Linked DNA regions of Anas platyrhynchos: region 2 is linked to region 1. The links are chromatin contacts, called in public Hi-C maps. All regions are on one chromosome and are shown on one strand. Each heading gives the region's core, a stretch centred on a gene start, on an enhancer-like site or on the middle of the called end of the contact. The rest is flanking DNA. Distances are from core to core; before and after follow the strand shown. Region 1 overlaps RALGAPB (Ral GTPase activating protein non-catalytic subunit beta). Region 2 overlaps CHD6 (chromodomain helicase DNA binding protein 6).

Region 1 (3,605 bases), core at 113-2,612:
CTTGGCTGGTCAGTGGACGTAGGGAAGCACCCTGGGTGGACGGGGCATGTCTCAACAAGCTGGTCAATCAATAACTGCAGTGATGAAGAGGGACCTGAACAAGGTGAGGCGTGGTAAATGATGTAACATTAAATTAAAATGTTTTGTCTCCTCTAGGATATTTTTTTTTCTCCCAGATACCTATCTGAGCACCTGCGTACTTTTTTTTGGATAAACATGAACATTTATTAGAAAGGAATGTGTAAATAGACTAAGGTTCAAGCCAAAGTGAGGAAAAATAATGCCAGTGTTTGTTGTTGGGAGAAAGTAGTCTCAGCAAGAAACACCTGTATTCTGCACTTCTGGCAGACTTGGTGGGTCTTCATGTATAACCCAAAACCAGTATTCATGTGAAATTGGATACAGATTATAGTGTGTATCAGCAGACGTGCTTGCAATATTGTGATTTTTAGTGTTTTGTAAGTAGATTAAAATGAGATGTTGGTGAATATGTTAGCTGTAATCATGCTTGCTAGTAAGTAAAGAAATCAAGCCCCTGTTTGTAGGTCACTGAGGCTGCAGCCTACACACAGCTCTTCTCCTGTCCTGCTTAATTTAGTCTGTTCTTTTCCACTACAGCAACTGCTCCTCTGGGCTTGTCTTACTGTGACCAGCTGAAGGCTTTTCTGAAAAAAATAAACTATGCATGATAGAAGGTTTGAAATGTTGGGGAGAAGTGAAGAGAACAGAGGCATGGCCTTCTCAGAACAAGTCAGGAGAGGTTACAAAATGGCCAGGGCTTGGTTTAATGTTTCTTTGAGGATGGGGTTGTTATGCTTCACTCTGAGGCAGAGCCCTCTCCCTTCTTTTTGCAGTTGGATTTGTCAGTACAACTGCACAGATGACAGTGCCCTGAATTAGCGAGGTAACCTGTTTTAGTATGGGCTTTTTAACGTGGATGTTAAAAGTTCACGTTGAACTTCAGCTGTTTGGATTAATTAATAGACCACCAAAAAGATTAATTAATGGTGAAAGAAAGAAAAGAAAAAGCAATCAAGAATGGGAGTGAAGGAGGTCTGCTTCTAATCGGCAGTAGATTTTTTCCCTACTGTCTGCCGTGGCTAATGTTATTTGTTTTCTTAAATGTGTTTTCTATTTGTGGATGGTTCTGCTTAAAGCAAAACACACACAAAAACAAACAACAAAAACACACAAACCTAAAAGAGCTTCCAGTGAGATGTGATTAAAATAAATCCATGAACATGTGTTTTGTGTCCCCATCCCCCCTGCAAAGGCAAAGAAGCAATTGGATTTGAGTTGAGATGATGCTTGTTGAGAGATGCAGGAATGTTTCCCTGTTGGTAAAGCATGACTCAGAGGTCTGCATGCCTCTGGCCACTTCATGTCAGAGTGCTGAATTTCTCTGCTCCAGTGGTTTTGCTGAAGCAGCTATTACAAGGGCTCTTCTGTAAACTGGTGCAGAGAAATAATTCAGCTTAAAGCCCTTGCTATTCTTTCTGGAGGAGGCGCAGGGAAGGAAAAGGCATTTTTATTAATTTACTTATAGCATGGCTCCATCAAAGAATCTATAGAAATTGGCTTAAATTCCAGAATAGTGTCAGGCTGAAGCTGTAAATGTTGTAAGCTGCATTTGGAAGTTTATTGACAAACTGAATGGTGTCTGTCTTAGAGGAAATGGATAGGAATAGCTACTGAATGAATGCTTGTAGCAGATGCTTACTTACTGACTACTGAACAGACTACTGAATGCAAGGAAAATATGATATTATAGTAAGTATAATTTAAATATTTTCAAAATGAAATTTCTTTCCAACCCAAAACGCTATTTCCTTCAAGATACCAAAAAAAATTTCTTTGAGAGTGGTTGTTCGCCATGAAAATTGACTGTGAAATCTTCTGATTTTAAAGTGACACTTGCATGATTTCTTCTCATTTTACCTTGTATTTGAAGGTCTTCCCCTGAGGAAGTGTACAGAGAGGTAAACTTTCCTCTTAACTTAACTTTCCTTTTCTGCCTGTTTCAGATGATGCAATTATTTCAGAAGATGTTGGGGCAAGTATCTTCAATGGGCAGAAGAAGGTGCTCTACTATGCTGATGCCTTGACAGAAATAGCTTTTGTTGTCCCATCACCAGTGGAGTCCCTAAGTAAGAGCATTTTGTGCATGCTATTTAGAGGGGAAAAAAAGAAAATAACTTTTTTTTTTTTTTATTTAGAGAGCTGTATCAGAAGCAGATACCAAATAAGCAAACTAGTGGTGTGAATAGCAAGACCCTTGCTAGAAAAATACTGATACTTTGATTTAAATATCCAATATCCAGGAGTTTTTGACTCCTTCTGAGACAGTATCTGTTCTGTACAACTTTTTCTCAGTCTAGGCCTCAGTATATATTCAGGTTTGTGTGACAGTATCTGTTTGCCTTGGTGTGTTTGGTTGGACATATGAGTTTGGTCTGCAGTCATGATACTGTAAAAAAAAAAAAAAAAAAAAAAGCCAATGAGTTCAGTTTTTTTTTTTTTTGCAGAAGGTAAGACAAAATTCACATTTCTTTCGGTTACAGCTGATTCACTGGAAAGCAATGTCTCAGACCAGGAAAGTGACTCCAACATGGATCTGCTGCCAGGAATATTAAAGCAGCCATCTTTGACACTTGAACTCTTCCCCAATCATACAGACAATCTTAATCCCTCTCATCGGGTAAGGATAAACTTGCACTGAAAAATGGTTCTTGTTTTGTTATGGTTTATGTTTTGGTTCATTTTGAAGAAGCACACTGGCAATCCTACAGCATTTTTGATAGTACATGATTCAGTTTCCTAGCATTTGGAGTCACTCATTCTTAGATGTTAATTATTAACAACAGCTTCAATCCTGCTAGCATTTGCACCTGCAGTAGGAGATTGGTAGATTACATTAATTAAATATAAATTAATATAAATTTAGCAATACTAAGTAGAAACATCCTGCATGCTTAAATTTTGAAGCATATGCAGGAAAAAGTATATGCAGTATTTGCAAAGCAGTTCAGACTCCAATCAATGCTTGGAGATGTAGGATAGATTGACGTGAAGACTTTTCATACTTTGCCAGTTTGAAATAGCATGGGTCAGTTGTGGCTGAATTATCAAATGTGAAGTTGCTTTTGTATGGTAGCAAAACAAGAAACGATGAACTTCTATAACAGTTACAGGATTTACAACTGCCATTTTTTTTGTATAAAATTCACTTCCAAATGTGCTTAGTTATTGTTTTACGATCTTTAAGAATGTTTAAAAAAGAAATGGATGAGTTTTCAAGATCATTAATGACTAATCTAAATTGCAGTTGCCTGGATGCATTTTTATTGGACTTACTGCAGAAATTGGCTATTAGTATAAACACAGTAAAACTGGGAACAAATAAATTCAAGTGTAAGGCAGGAACTTCAGTTTAGCTCCCTGGTTTGGATGGGGAAATTGGCAAGGAAAAGCGCATTTCGTTGGGCAGTGTGCAGGTTTTCTCTGAAATACTGAAATAATGGAAATATCATAAAACACTGCCATGATAGATGTGCTGGGTCTTCCACAATAGCATGGGAAAACAGCAGTGCACGTGCGTGTTTCCT
Region 2 (3,917 bases), core at 506-3,005, 76 kb after region 1:
TACGAAAAAATTCTTTACTCCAAGGGTGGTGAGGCCCTGGCACAGGTTGCCAGGTGAAGCTGTGGATGCCCCATCCCTGGAGGTGTTCAAGGCCAGGCCAGATGGGGCTTGGAGCAAGCTGGTCTGATGGAAGGTATCCCTGCCCATGGCAGAGGGGTTGGAATTTGATGATCTTTAAGGTCCCTTCCAACCCAAACCATTCTGTGACCATTCCCTTCTGTCTGGAAATGTCTGTACAGGGTGAGCTCTGAGTGTGTGGCTTTCAGTGGCTTTCTCCAATCGCTTCTTGCTAAGTGAGCCACTTCAGCAGTGCTGCCTTGTGCTCTTGCCGTGCAGCCCTGCCCATAGCAGCACTGGGGCTGAACTTGAGAGCCTTGTGGAGAGCAGAGCAAGAGTAAGAAATGAACTGGCTGATACGAATGGGCTTGATTTAGGTAATGCCAAGTAATGAACAAGCTGCGGTTTCAGTGAAGGGTCAGTAATGCTCTACTGAAAGAGCAGAACTATAAATGATGCATTTGGATATTTAGCAGAGGAAAGCAACCTGGAGCTTCTCCATCAGTTCCTTGGAACAGCTTTTCCCAGCTGTGGAATCTCAGTTTTCTTGACCAGGGGGACAACAAAACCATCTAGCCTGACCACAGGAGATGGAGGAGAGCAGAGCCCCCATTGCAGAGCAGACATACATCAAGTGCTGCTGTGGCTCTCTGAGGAGCCTGGGATCTCTTGCTTGCAGAGAGCTGACCAGGCAAGATGTGCTCCAGGTGCCCCAGATGTGCAGAAAGCAACAGATACCTCCAGCCCCTGCTGGTTCCTCCTGCTGACCGTGCCTTGTCAATCCTGTAGCAGTGTGACTACAAGAGGATGAGCAGAGCCTGCAGCCAGCACCCCCCCAGAGCTCTGTGATCCACCCCACAGATGGATGGGGCAGAAGTGCGGCAGCTCTTCTTTCCCCTTCATATGCACATGCAGGACAGGACAGTTGCAAGATGCTGCCTTCGAAGTGGCTGCCCGGGGTGCAGCTCATCTCTCTTGGAGTACTTCGAGCAATAATGACCCCACCGGGCATCATTTCCCCGTTCTGCTGTGAACTCACATTTTATGTCAAGGTTGGAAATGTGTTTAATTTTCAGCTCCAGCCACTGGATATTGCTTTATCTTTGTCAGCCAGATGGAACTGCGTCGCTTTGCCATTCAGTGTGTTTGCCCAGTGCAAATACCCCCCCAGTGATCTGGTTCCCACATAGCCCTCCACATGATGTATGGAATAGGAAACAACCCCCAGATATCAGATCATCGGGATTATTTTCTGTTCTTTGAGCATGTTGGAGCCTCTTGTTTGAACTCGTGTCCAAAATTACTGTGTCGTCCCTGGAGAGTGAATTTTGGAGCAGGCTTTGTTGTCTAGGTAAGGCTCTAAGAGCTGTGCCCAGGGACCAAGGTCTCTTCCATGCTTCTCTCTGATAATTTTATACATCTCGTTATCACTTGGGACCAACACTGCACTTAGCACTCACAGCAGTGCAGTTTGTGTGGTGATCCCCACGTTTTTCTTGGAGATAGTCTCCCACTCCAGGTTTACCCCACACACTTCACTGACAGATCCTGCACCTACACTTGGCGGAGCTGAGAAGCGTTATAAATACCCCAAGATCTGTCAGCTCTGATCCATCTGAGATGTGTCATGTCTATCTCATGTGATGCAAACAAAAATGGCACGTCATGTTAAACAGGATGTCAGAGTGCTGCTCACTGGCTTTATCAGCCAGCCCGGTAGTGTTATCAAAAGATAACAGCCTGTTTTGTAAAATCTTTCCTCTCCTGATCCAGTGCTGGCTGACAGTTTCATCAGAGCTGTTGCAGTGACAGAGGAACGAGTCTTCCCATGATTTTACCCAGCCCAGTCCTTCCTTCCAGTCATCCCCCTTTACCTTTCTGAAACAGCTTTTCAGCTGTCAGGTCAAGTCCCCCCCTAGTCTCTGGCACAAAATCTCAAAGACTGCGGTGATGTTTGGTGCTCTGTGCGAGGAGGAGACACAGGAGGGCCGATGAGCTGGACTGAGGGCTTTCAGGTGTCTCCTGGGTCCTAGGCACTGCTTGGGGTAGAGGAGAAACCGTGGTGTGGAGACAGGAGTGAGGTTGCTGTGGCACTCAGCTGCGTTTGGAGGAGTTCCATCACCCTGTGCAACCTCAGTCCACTTCTGGGGCTGGAAGAAGAGGTGTGAGGTGCAGGGGGCTCCGAGCTGTGGCACGGTGTTAATTAACAGCAGTTTGGATCCCTGGGCACGTGCGCCTTTCTATTCATCTCCCTAACCCTGGCTGGTCCAGCTGCAGCTGGGAGCCTCACAAGGCCTCCTCCAGCTCCCGGTTGTGCTGCTGTGCCCGGGCAGTGCCGTGCCAGGGGTGCCTGGCCTGGCCCGTGGTGCCCATGATGCTCACTTGCTGCCACTTGCTCTTACAGGCTTGTCAGCGCCGGTGCCCAGAGGCAGGAAGGGGAAGAAAACGAAGAACCAGATGCTGCTTCCTGAGATAAAGAACGCAGACTGGCTTGCTACCTGCAACCCTGAGGTGGTCCTGCACGATGACAGCTACAAGAAGCACCTCAAACAGCACTGCAACAAGTGAGTGCAGGAGCCCGCAGCAGCTTCTGGGGGCCACGGGCTGAGCTCCTTTAGCATGGAGGGGGTGGGAGAGAGCCGTGAAGGGCTCAGCCCATGCAGATCATCGTGCTGGGCTGCTCTCGTGGTGCTCCTCCAGGTGACGAGGTGGGAGCAGCGTTCTGGGCAGCAAACCCATGGCCACAAGGCCCAGCAAAGCTCAGGGCCAGGAATTGCGGCATGGCAGGGTGTGGCCAGTGCCTACCCTGCAAGGGGACAGATGGCTTTGAGAAAATGTGTCATCCCATGTGGGAAAACAGCATCGGGGGCAGGTTTCCCTGCCCTCACTGACCTCACAGCGTGCCCCTGCAGATGCTTTAGTGAGGGCCTTTGGGTCAGGCCCTGGGCTGGCTCTGAGCACCTGCGTGCTAGCGTGTGTTCCTCTGTGTGTCCGCGGCAGGGTGCTGCTGCGGGTGCGGATGCTCTACTACCTGAAGGCCGAGGTGCTGGGGGAGGCTGCTGACAAAGCCTTCGAGGGCACCCCTGCCAGGTAGGAACTTACAGTGAACCCCAGCATTGCTTCTTCTGGGAATGATTGGGGCTCTTGGTGCTTCAGAGGGGACTGTGATACACTCAGCTTAACTTCCTAGAGCAGGACAAGCTGCCTTCCCTGGGGTGGTTTGTGCCTGCACAGCTCCATCAGCATAAGTTTGTCTGGAGGGGGCATTGCAATCCACCCTGCCAGATGTGCAGTTCCTTTGGGTCTGGTTGGCCTGAGGTGGTTTCTCCCAGCAGACAGAAGCTCCGTTCCCCTGGTATTGCTCAGGCGGGAGGGCAGAGGGGCTGTGCACTCTCCCCATCTCTGGAGAAAGGGTGAGAAGGCAGTGGGTGCAGTGGAGCAGACACTACCAATCAGCCCCCAAGCCAAGGGGCAGATGTTCCTGTCTCGCTTCGCCCCTGGGTGTGCAGTGCCCAGTGTGCTGCAGTGCCAGTGAGGCTGGGAGAGCACTCGTGCCTTGTCTGCCACAGAGAGCTGGATGTGCTGCTGCCGGACATCGACTACGTGGAGATCCCCGTGGACTGGTGGAACGCTGAGGCTGATAAATCTCTGCTCATTGGCGTCTTCAAGCACGGTATGTACCCTGCTGGTCTGCTGGGTGCCAGTGTGTGAGAGGGACCCGAGCAGCTGGCCAGGGTTCTGCATTTCTGTGGGTGACAATTGCTCTCACGGCAGCACAAATAAGAGTGTGAGAGCCAGATGGACATTCGGAGGTTCACCTGAACCAGGCTCAGGCCTGGTCTTACGCTCTCTTTCTTCTC

Evidence for each region. A called contact is a pair of places that touch in the nucleus more often than the background predicts.
Region 2: a contact with region 1 is called in a Hi-C map of liver, with 2.0 times the contacts expected there. The contact joins two enhancer-like sites. A contact is called at or near these places in 2 of 8 Hi-C or Micro-C datasets (liver and skeletal muscle).

Annotation. Positions count from the first base shown.
Region 1 is chr21:9,467,824-9,471,428 of IASCAAS_PekinDuck_T2T, forward strand. RALGAPB (Ral GTPase activating protein non-catalytic subunit beta) reads left to right here. Exons shown (of 31, transcript XM_072026281.1): 25 at 1-103; 26 at 2,025-2,147; 27 at 2,562-2,698. Among named protein-coding and RNA genes, the nearest start is that of CHD6, 29 kb to the right of the region's middle. Within about 2 kb of position 1,363, at least 2 of the 8 cell types and tissues checked have an H3K27ac peak or open chromatin away from gene starts, as enhancers often do.
Region 2 is chr21:9,543,311-9,547,227 of IASCAAS_PekinDuck_T2T, forward strand. CHD6 (chromodomain helicase DNA binding protein 6) reads left to right here. Exons shown (of 37, transcript XM_072026473.1): 22 at 2,462-2,621; 23 at 3,058-3,147; 24 at 3,627-3,730. Among named protein-coding and RNA genes, the nearest start is that of RBL1, 26 kb to the right of the region's middle. Within about 2 kb of position 1,756, at least 1 of the 8 cell types and tissues checked has an H3K27ac peak or open chromatin away from gene starts, as enhancers often do.